2 separate regions of the Mus musculus genome follow, and region 1 is linked to region 2. A link is a contact called in public Micro-C data. All regions are on one chromosome and are shown on one strand. Each heading gives the region's core, a stretch centred on a gene start, on an enhancer-like site or on the middle of the called end of the contact. The rest is flanking DNA. Distances are from core to core; before and after follow the strand shown. Region 1 has its middle 67 kb from the start of Gm31458. Region 2 has its middle 14 kb from the start of Gm31458.

The links. A called contact is a pair of places that touch in the nucleus more often than the background predicts.
Region 1: a Micro-C map of muscle stem cells shows a contact between it and region 2, with 7 times the contacts expected there. The contact joins two enhancer-like sites. A contact is called at or near these places in 9 of 484 Hi-C or Micro-C datasets (the C2C12 cell line, cumulus cells, embryonic fibroblasts and 5 more) and 2 of 115 datasets of contacts at active chromatin or transcription factors (embryonic fibroblasts and embryonic stem cells).

Annotation. Positions count from the first base shown.
Region 1 is chr15:28,131,806-28,135,604 of GRCm38.p6, forward strand. No RefSeq gene overlaps it. Among named protein-coding and RNA genes, the nearest start is that of Gm31458, 67 kb to the left of the region's middle. Within about 2 kb of position 1,831, at least 56 of the 459 cell types and tissues checked have an H3K27ac peak or open chromatin away from gene starts, as enhancers often do. A contact at or near this core is called in muscle stem cells and myocytes, where this site is marked.
Region 2 is chr15:28,078,642-28,082,815 of GRCm38.p6, forward strand. No RefSeq gene overlaps it. Among named protein-coding and RNA genes, the nearest start is that of Gm31458, 14 kb to the left of the region's middle. Within about 2 kb of position 2,685, at least 67 of the 459 cell types and tissues checked have an H3K27ac peak or open chromatin away from gene starts, as enhancers often do. A contact at or near this core is called in muscle stem cells and myocytes, where this site is marked.

The DNA.
Region 1 (3,799 bases), core at 581-3,080, 52 kb after region 2:
TAGTGGCTCTGTGGAAGGTTGCAGTCCTGGTGGTCTTCGCTTCTCCTAGCTTCCCCCTCTTCATGGTTCTGGGAATTGAACTCAGAGCCTCATGAATGCTTGGTACTCATGTCTCTGTGACACTTCGCATTATCAGGCATACATGAACATCTCTATCCTTCTTGGTCCCTTTGTTCTATTATTATTATCATCATCATTATTATTACTATTATTATTATTTGGAACTTTTCATATGTGATCCACCTTAATTCTGACAACTTTCAGGTATTAACAACAGACAAAAAGTAACGTGGAATAAATAAGCTGGCCTTTGGACTTGCAACTTTCTGACCTTGGCCATGGTAAGAATGCCCTCTCATATCAATATGGTAGGTGCCTGTCTCTGACTATCAAGTTGCTGAAGGTGCCGGTGGGGTAGATGCCTGGAAGGTGTGTTCTGGGTAAATGACTCTGGTGACTCTTCTGGGGAGTCATATTCCTCCCTAAGAGGAAAGAGTGGCAGCCTCTTTGCTGTGGGAGAGAGTACGCTGACAAATAAGAATGCCTGCTTCTCTTCCCAGTGGTCAGTCTCTCATGTGCTTTTGTTAAATAGAGATAGTGTCCAGACAGGAAGCAAGGATGGATTGATGGCCTCAGCCTGGGACTCTGATCTCATAGCCAGGAGACCCATGCTTTTTTATCAACCAGGAATTCTGCTCTAAAGAACAGTGACTCAAATGCTTTGGTTGATTTCCCTCAGGGGAGATGAGGTCACCGCCATCTTTTCATTTTAAAGGCAAGAAAACGTTAGGTGTTGGTGGTCTATGGCTGTGTTCATTCTCTCCAAAAGTCTTTCAATCTGCCAACGAATGGTTATTGAGCACCTGTCAGGTATCTGGAGGAATAAAGATATATTACCTGTCAGTGGTAAGTTTATTAGTGAAGGCTGACAGATTAAAAAACAAACAAACAAAAAAACCAAACAAACCTGGTGGTACACACAGTTGGCAGTAACAAACAACAGGGACGATGAAAGGATAAAAGTAGATTTTTAAAAAGACAAACTGAGGAGGAAGTTTCATGTGTAATATTATAGCTATCTTCCCAGGTCACTGCATGTGGTCCTGTGTTTCTTCCTCTGTACAAAGGTGAGGTGTGGAAGGCAGAACGAGCCGATGGCCAACCCATCTATCTGCTCGCTCACAAGCTATACACACTGACTGGCTCTGGGCAGCTGCTTCCCCAGGGAATGGCTTTTTCCTACATCTTTTGCTTCAAGGGGCCACCTTTTTAAAAACTGGCACAAAAGCCAAGGTCCTGGCTCCGTTGTTAGTGTGTTGGGTCCAACTCTTTAATGCCTTTGTCGGTTCATTTGGAACACAGTTATATATAGAAATGGGGTTTAGTAATAATGTTCACGACTGCTTTATTAAAAAATGTGATTACCTCTCCTCTGGCTTGGATGGTCTAGGTGTGGCGCTGCCCAGAGGCAGGGGAAGGTTGCACTGACTCATTGAGGTTCTTTTCCAAGGTTTGGTTTAATGAATTAGATTTTCATTAGAGCCCTGAGTCATTTTCCCTGTTCAGCGACGTGCATGGCAGACCGGTGAGATAACCAAAGACCTAGGGAGCCAACTACAGGGTTTCACGAAGGACTCTGCGGGAATGTGACTTCTCAATGAACTGAGAAAACCCAGGACTGTGGGTAACCTAGTCATTTGTGAGTATGGTTTCCCAAACAAGGACAAACCTCTTCTACACATTCTCACATTTCACTGTTTAAGAAAGGAGTCTGACATCATCAGTGTGATGTGCCTTGTCAGAAATACTGCGGTGCTTCTGCAGACAGCTGCAGTGTTTGTGCTGTGCTAATAATTGTGCAGTCTGGGTAACTGTTGGTCCGCTGAGGTTACAGGAATCTCCTCCCCAATCCTCCTTCGCTACTCTGCATTCCTGGCCTGCACTGTTAGATGGCTATAGAAAATACCATTTTTTTTGGTCTTAAGATCACCAGAAGGTGAGCTTAAATAACAGGAATCTCCAGGGAAATGAACCTGTATATCTGGGTGCTATTAAATGCGTGGAAGGACAGCAGAGGAAACGGATGTTATCTTGTTTCCTTTCAAAGTTGACTTGAATAGTGAAAGGCTCTGTGTGTCAAAAATGGAAATGGAAAAATTATCAACGGAATGTTTGTCCAAGGGATTTCTGGCTGGATTCTCACAGACAGCTCCTTACTGTCAGGGCTTATAAATTGCAAGAGGAAAATTATTTTATGGCTGACATTTCAAATGGGTCCACAGATAGGCTATTTGCTTGAAATTCAAAATTGCTGCCATTGTCTGTGTGTGGGGATTGCCTTATGAAAGAAAAGGGAGCTTGTTTTGTTAATTACTATAGTTTATTAGCTTGCCCTTTGCCAGTTTGTCTGGCACTGCTAAGCGAGACAGTCTGTAAAATGAACTTGTGGCATGTGGTCTATCGCTGGCTATCTATCTCTTGAATTCCAAGCTTAAAACAGCAGCCATTTTTATGCCTCATGATTTTTGTGGGTGAGGAATTCAGGTCAGGCTCAGCTGCTCAATTATTCTGTGCCATGTGGTGTGGACTGAGGTCACTTGTGGTATCTGAATGGCAGATGGGCTGGTTTGCTCTGAAGGGTCCAGAGGCAGCTTCACTCAAAAGTCTAGCACCTCAGTGGGGGATAGAGGGAAGGCTGGACTCAGCTGGGAGTTGACCAAGTGCCAATACTGAGCTCACAAGCAAGGAGGGAGAGAGAGAGAGAGAGAGAGAGAGAGAGAGAGAGAGAGAGAGAGAGAAGAAGAAGAAGAAGAAGAAGAAGAAGAAGAAGAAGAAGAAGAAGAAGAAGAAGGAGGAGGAGGAGGAGGAGGAGGAGGGAGAGGGAGAGGGAGAGGGAGAGGGAGAGGGAGAGGGAGAGGGAGAGGGAGAGGGAGAGGGAGAGGGAGAGGGAGAGGGAGAGGGGGATGGATTGGGGGATTGGGGAGGAGAGAAGAGGCATCAAGAGTTCAGGCTATAATGTTAGGTTGGGTCACCTGCTGTTGGAAGAGACTCTGAGGCTACTGTTTATCACTCTCTCCCTTTCTTGTCTCAAGCTTTCAAGCCAAGCATCTCTTAACTACCAGTTTATGCTGAATTTCCTGATAAAACATGCATCATTAGGGATAAATTAAGTCTAGTGTAAAAGCCCAAGTTATTGAGCCAAAGGACCTCGTTCAAAAGTCATCATTTACTGCCTCTGAGAACCTTGGCTGAATTAACTCAACCTTTCTGGCCACCCTCTATAGGTTTCCTATAAAAAATCAAAATTGCTAGGTGTAGAAGAAGGCAAGTTTAGAAATAGAAGCCTTTTCAAGGACGGGAACAAACAGCAGACAGCAACCATAACTTACGTAGACTAAGCATATGTGTAATTCATGATTATAATGAAATAAAACTTAACCGAGTAGAGCTGCCACATTTAATGATACACTATGCACAATCTTTACTTGCCCTGCATGGTAATCAGGCATTAAAGTAGACTTCACATACATAACTGTAATTAATAGCATTTCGGTGTTAGTAAAAATTTTAATTTATTTTTGTTATCTTTTCTAGTATCCACAGTTAGCAATAATGTTAAACACAACCGTAACAAACAGTGTGGGTTACCATTGTTAGCAACCCGTACTGGTTTTGTTCTATTCATTCATTCATTCATTCATTCATTCATTCATTCATTCATTCATGAGGCAATTACTGGGTACTGGCTGTATACCAAACAGAAGCTGTGAACTATAGATTCAAATGGTCCTGGTGAGAC
Region 2 (4,174 bases), core at 1,435-3,934:
TTCTTTTGGAGAAATATCAATTCAGGCACTTGATAAATTGGCATTTATTTCTTTACATTATTAATTTTTAAGTTGTTCCAATATATTCTAGCTACAAGTCCTTTGTCATATATATAGTTTGCAAGTATATCTTTGCATTCTCCATGTGCTTCTCGTTTCCACTGAACCACAAAGTTTCAAATTTTAATTTATTTATTAAAGTGTTTTTTTTAATGTACATTGTTTAATTTAGTTTCTCTACCATGTTTTCTCTAGGAATTTTAGAATTTTACCTGTTTGTGTTTAGAAATGTTTTATTTTAAATTATTATTATTATTTATTATTATTATTATTCGTTATTATTACTACTACTATGACTACTACTATTTGGTGTGATATAAAAACTCCATTTTCTATTTTTTTCTTTTAAAAGAATTATTGATTTTATTTTATGTATATGAGTACACTGTTGGCTCTCTTCAGACACACCAGCAGAGGGCATTGGATCCCATTTATAGATGGTTGTGAGCCACCATGTAGTTGCTGGGAATTGAACTCAGGACCTTTGGAAGAGCAGTCAGTGCTCTTAACTGTTGAACTATCTCTTCAGCCCAGCAAAATTTATTCTAAAAACCCTTTATAGAATAAGAAAATAAGATAACACTCTTTGTTCTCTCTAGTCTCCTGTATTTTCTTTCATTTTAATTCAATTTTTAAAAAGATTTGATTTTTACCTTTTTAATGATATGTATGTGGTTTGTGTCTGAAATCTAGAAGAAGGTGTTAGATCCTCTGGTGCTGGGTTACAGGTACATGTGAGCTGCCCAGTGTGGGCATGGGGGACTGAGCTCAACTCCTCTGAAAGAACATTGCGTGTTCTCCACTGCTGCAGTCATCTCTCCATTCAAGCCATCTTTCCATTCAAGTTCATCTACTCAGAAAATACTTACTGAGACTATATGTAATAGTAAAGTAATTTTAAGAAATTACTGGAGATGGACTGTTCTGTAGAATAATTTTTTTTCTCACCCTTAGATGACATTGAATTTCACTTCCCTTTTCTCTCAGTGTGAGTTATAAACAATTTATACTTCTTATGGAGTTAAATTAATGTATTACGACCAATGAGGGTGGCATTTCACATCTTTAATTGAGGTATGGAAGATATCTTCCATTTAATAAACTCGAGGCATTGGTGATGACCATTTAAGCCATCAGCTCTCAGGTTATAGGGATGGATATATAACATATCATTCTATGTGTTGTAAAGTCACCTTTAGAAAAGTGGTAATGTAGAATATAAAAGTAAAAAAATAATACTTTTAACATTGAGTAATATCTTTTGAATGTTTGGGATCAGACTAAGTGTATATATATATATTTGGTTTTTCGAGACAGGGTTTCTCTGTATAGCCCTGGAACTCACTTTGTAGACCAGGCTGGCCTTGAACTCAGAAATCTGCCTGCCTCTGCCTCCTGAGTGCTGGGGTTAAAGGTGTATTTCATGTGGTCTATAAGTGCCCTGCCATGAGTTATATTCCTAGCTCTGCCAAGTGCAGTTACTTTTGGGTGTTGGGGGAATGTAGTAGTTTGAGACAGCATCTCCTTGTGTAGCCCAGGCTAACCTCAAACTTAGGATTCTCCTGATTGAGCCTCTTGAGTGCTGGGGCCACAGGTTTATGTTACTATGTATAACCCTCAGGTGATCGTCAAAGTCTACCTCCTAAATGTTGAATTTAGAAGACTTTTGTCCTGGTATGTAAATACCTAGTGTCATGAATAAGGCTACGTATCATCCCTAATATACCAGAGAGACTTTATTATGTCCAATATTCTTTCAGAAAGGAGATAATGTCACTTAAATTAAGTGGTAAGGAGATGATTGGAATTCTGGGAAAGGGAAGGCAGGACAGACAGACAAGCTACACCAGATCCAGTGGAGATCCTTTATCCTGAAGTCTCTAACTTTCTGGAAGAGGATGCTCCTCTAGTATTCCAGCCTTTCTTGCTAGAAGAATGGCCCATTCAGGGAAGTCATGCTCTTCTCACTGCTGAACAGAACAAGCCAAAGGAACCAGGACGCTCTTTCAGTTTGCCCAGTTGAGGTAAACTGGTTTGAATCTCCTTGGTCCATGACAATGGTGGCTTTCCCAACTTCCATGCATCTTTCCAAAGGGATGGGGTGGAAAAGGAGGAGGTGGCAGGTGTGCCTGGCCACTCCCATCGTTTTCTTTCTTTTTATTCCAGGCACCCAGTGGGCTCTTTTAGTGCAATAAAGTAAGTATCTTAGTTCATTTATGCCCCTATAACAGAACATCACTGTCTTATAAACATGCTAATACAAATTTATTGCTGGAAGCTCTGGAGGGTGCAAGTTCTAGGCTAGGGACACCAACAGTTTCAGTATTTGATAAAGCTCACTGTCATCTTCTTGCAATATGGAGCCTTGAAATTTGCCTGAACCTTTACATAACAAAAGGCAGAAGGGTAAGAGACAAGAGGGGGCCAAACGGATCCTGTCATAATGGTATTATCCCCACCTGTTATAGTTGAACACTCTTGGCCTAATTGGTTTTTTTGGTTACACTTCCTCATTCTGTTACAATTGCAATTAAATTCCAACACGGGGTTTGGAGATGACAAATGTTGAGATCATAGCATTAGGACAAAAGACTTCAAAGTCCTTGCCGGCTAGAGCCAGCGAGGGTCAGACATCACGTGAAGAAAGCTCTGAAACCACAGTTAGATGTGGTTTTCACGAATGAGTCAGCTGTGGAATGAGACAGTTCAGCTTGACTACTACGTCACTACCTGGCAGAGGATAAGAGGTCAGAAAACAGCAGCTACTCCGAGACAGACTTGTGGGTAGGGCATCCTGACACTTCAGATTGGTGGAGTGCAGCATCTTGTCACTTCCAAACCCTAACTCAGACACAGAAAATAATTTTCAAAGTGTTAAAGATAGCTAACTAGCCAATAAACACCAACATTACTAGACCAATCCAATAGCATTATTTATTGAAGTTTTAAAGTGTCTACAAATTCATGTCAGATACGTTCGTTTTTAGGTCAATATGGTTTAGTATAAGCAAAGCTCTATTATAGATATCCATTTCTATATTTTATTTATAACTACTATTTTGTGTCTTTAAAATATTTTATTTAAAATATTATGTGTATATGTGCAACTATCTCTTTCTCTCTGTGTGTTTGTGTGTGCACACACATATACATTAGTGGAATGCTCATGGAGTTCAGAAGGTGTCAGATCACATGGAGCTGCAATTCCAAGCCCTTACGAGCTCCCTGACGTGAATGCTCAGCACTGAACACGAGTCTTCTATAAGAGCAGGTTATATTATGTATCACAGAGTTACCTCGTCCGCCTTCTATTTCATATTTAGTTAGTCCATTGTGCTACTAGATATTATCACTAAAAAGTTTGATTTATAGTATCAATTGGTTTGCAGTTGAAAATCTCAAGTGAAGATAGTAGAACGAATTCTCCCTCATAGACCCATTTGTATGGCTCCTTTGATGTCAAAGACTTTGAAAATAATAAGCATACGGACTGGAGAGGTGACTTAGATGTCTTCTGGAAGACCAGGGTTCAATTTCCAGCTCCCACCTGGCACCTCAAAACTCTCTGCAATTCTAGTTCCAGGGGAATCTGACACCCTCACACAGACATACATTCCAGCAAAACACCAAGATAAATAAAATAAAGACAAACCAATCTTTAAAAATTACAAAAGTAAATAAGCAGTGTAATACCATAGCCATTGATGGATCGATGGTTTTAAAATTTTATTTTAGGCTTATTTATTTTATTACTTCATGTGTGTACATGTGTACCTGGTGTCTGCGGAGGTCAGAAGAGGACATTGGATTCTCTGGAACTAGAATTATAGATGGTTGTGAACCGCCATGTGGGTGTTGGGAAAAGAACCCAGGTCCTCTGCAAGAACAACAAATGCTTTTAACAGCTGCGTCAACCCTCCAGCTCTGCCAGTGTGTTTGATTCCAACAGGCCTTGTACCACTGTGGATGACTTAGGAATTTCCTGAGTTTTTCATCAGACAGTCATCTTGCTTTGCAGGGCAGTCTGCTGGTACACGTTGATGCCTTGCCACTTCTGATGCTATTATATTTTAGGTGTAAGAATGTCCCCCATTGGGTTTGAATATTTGATCTT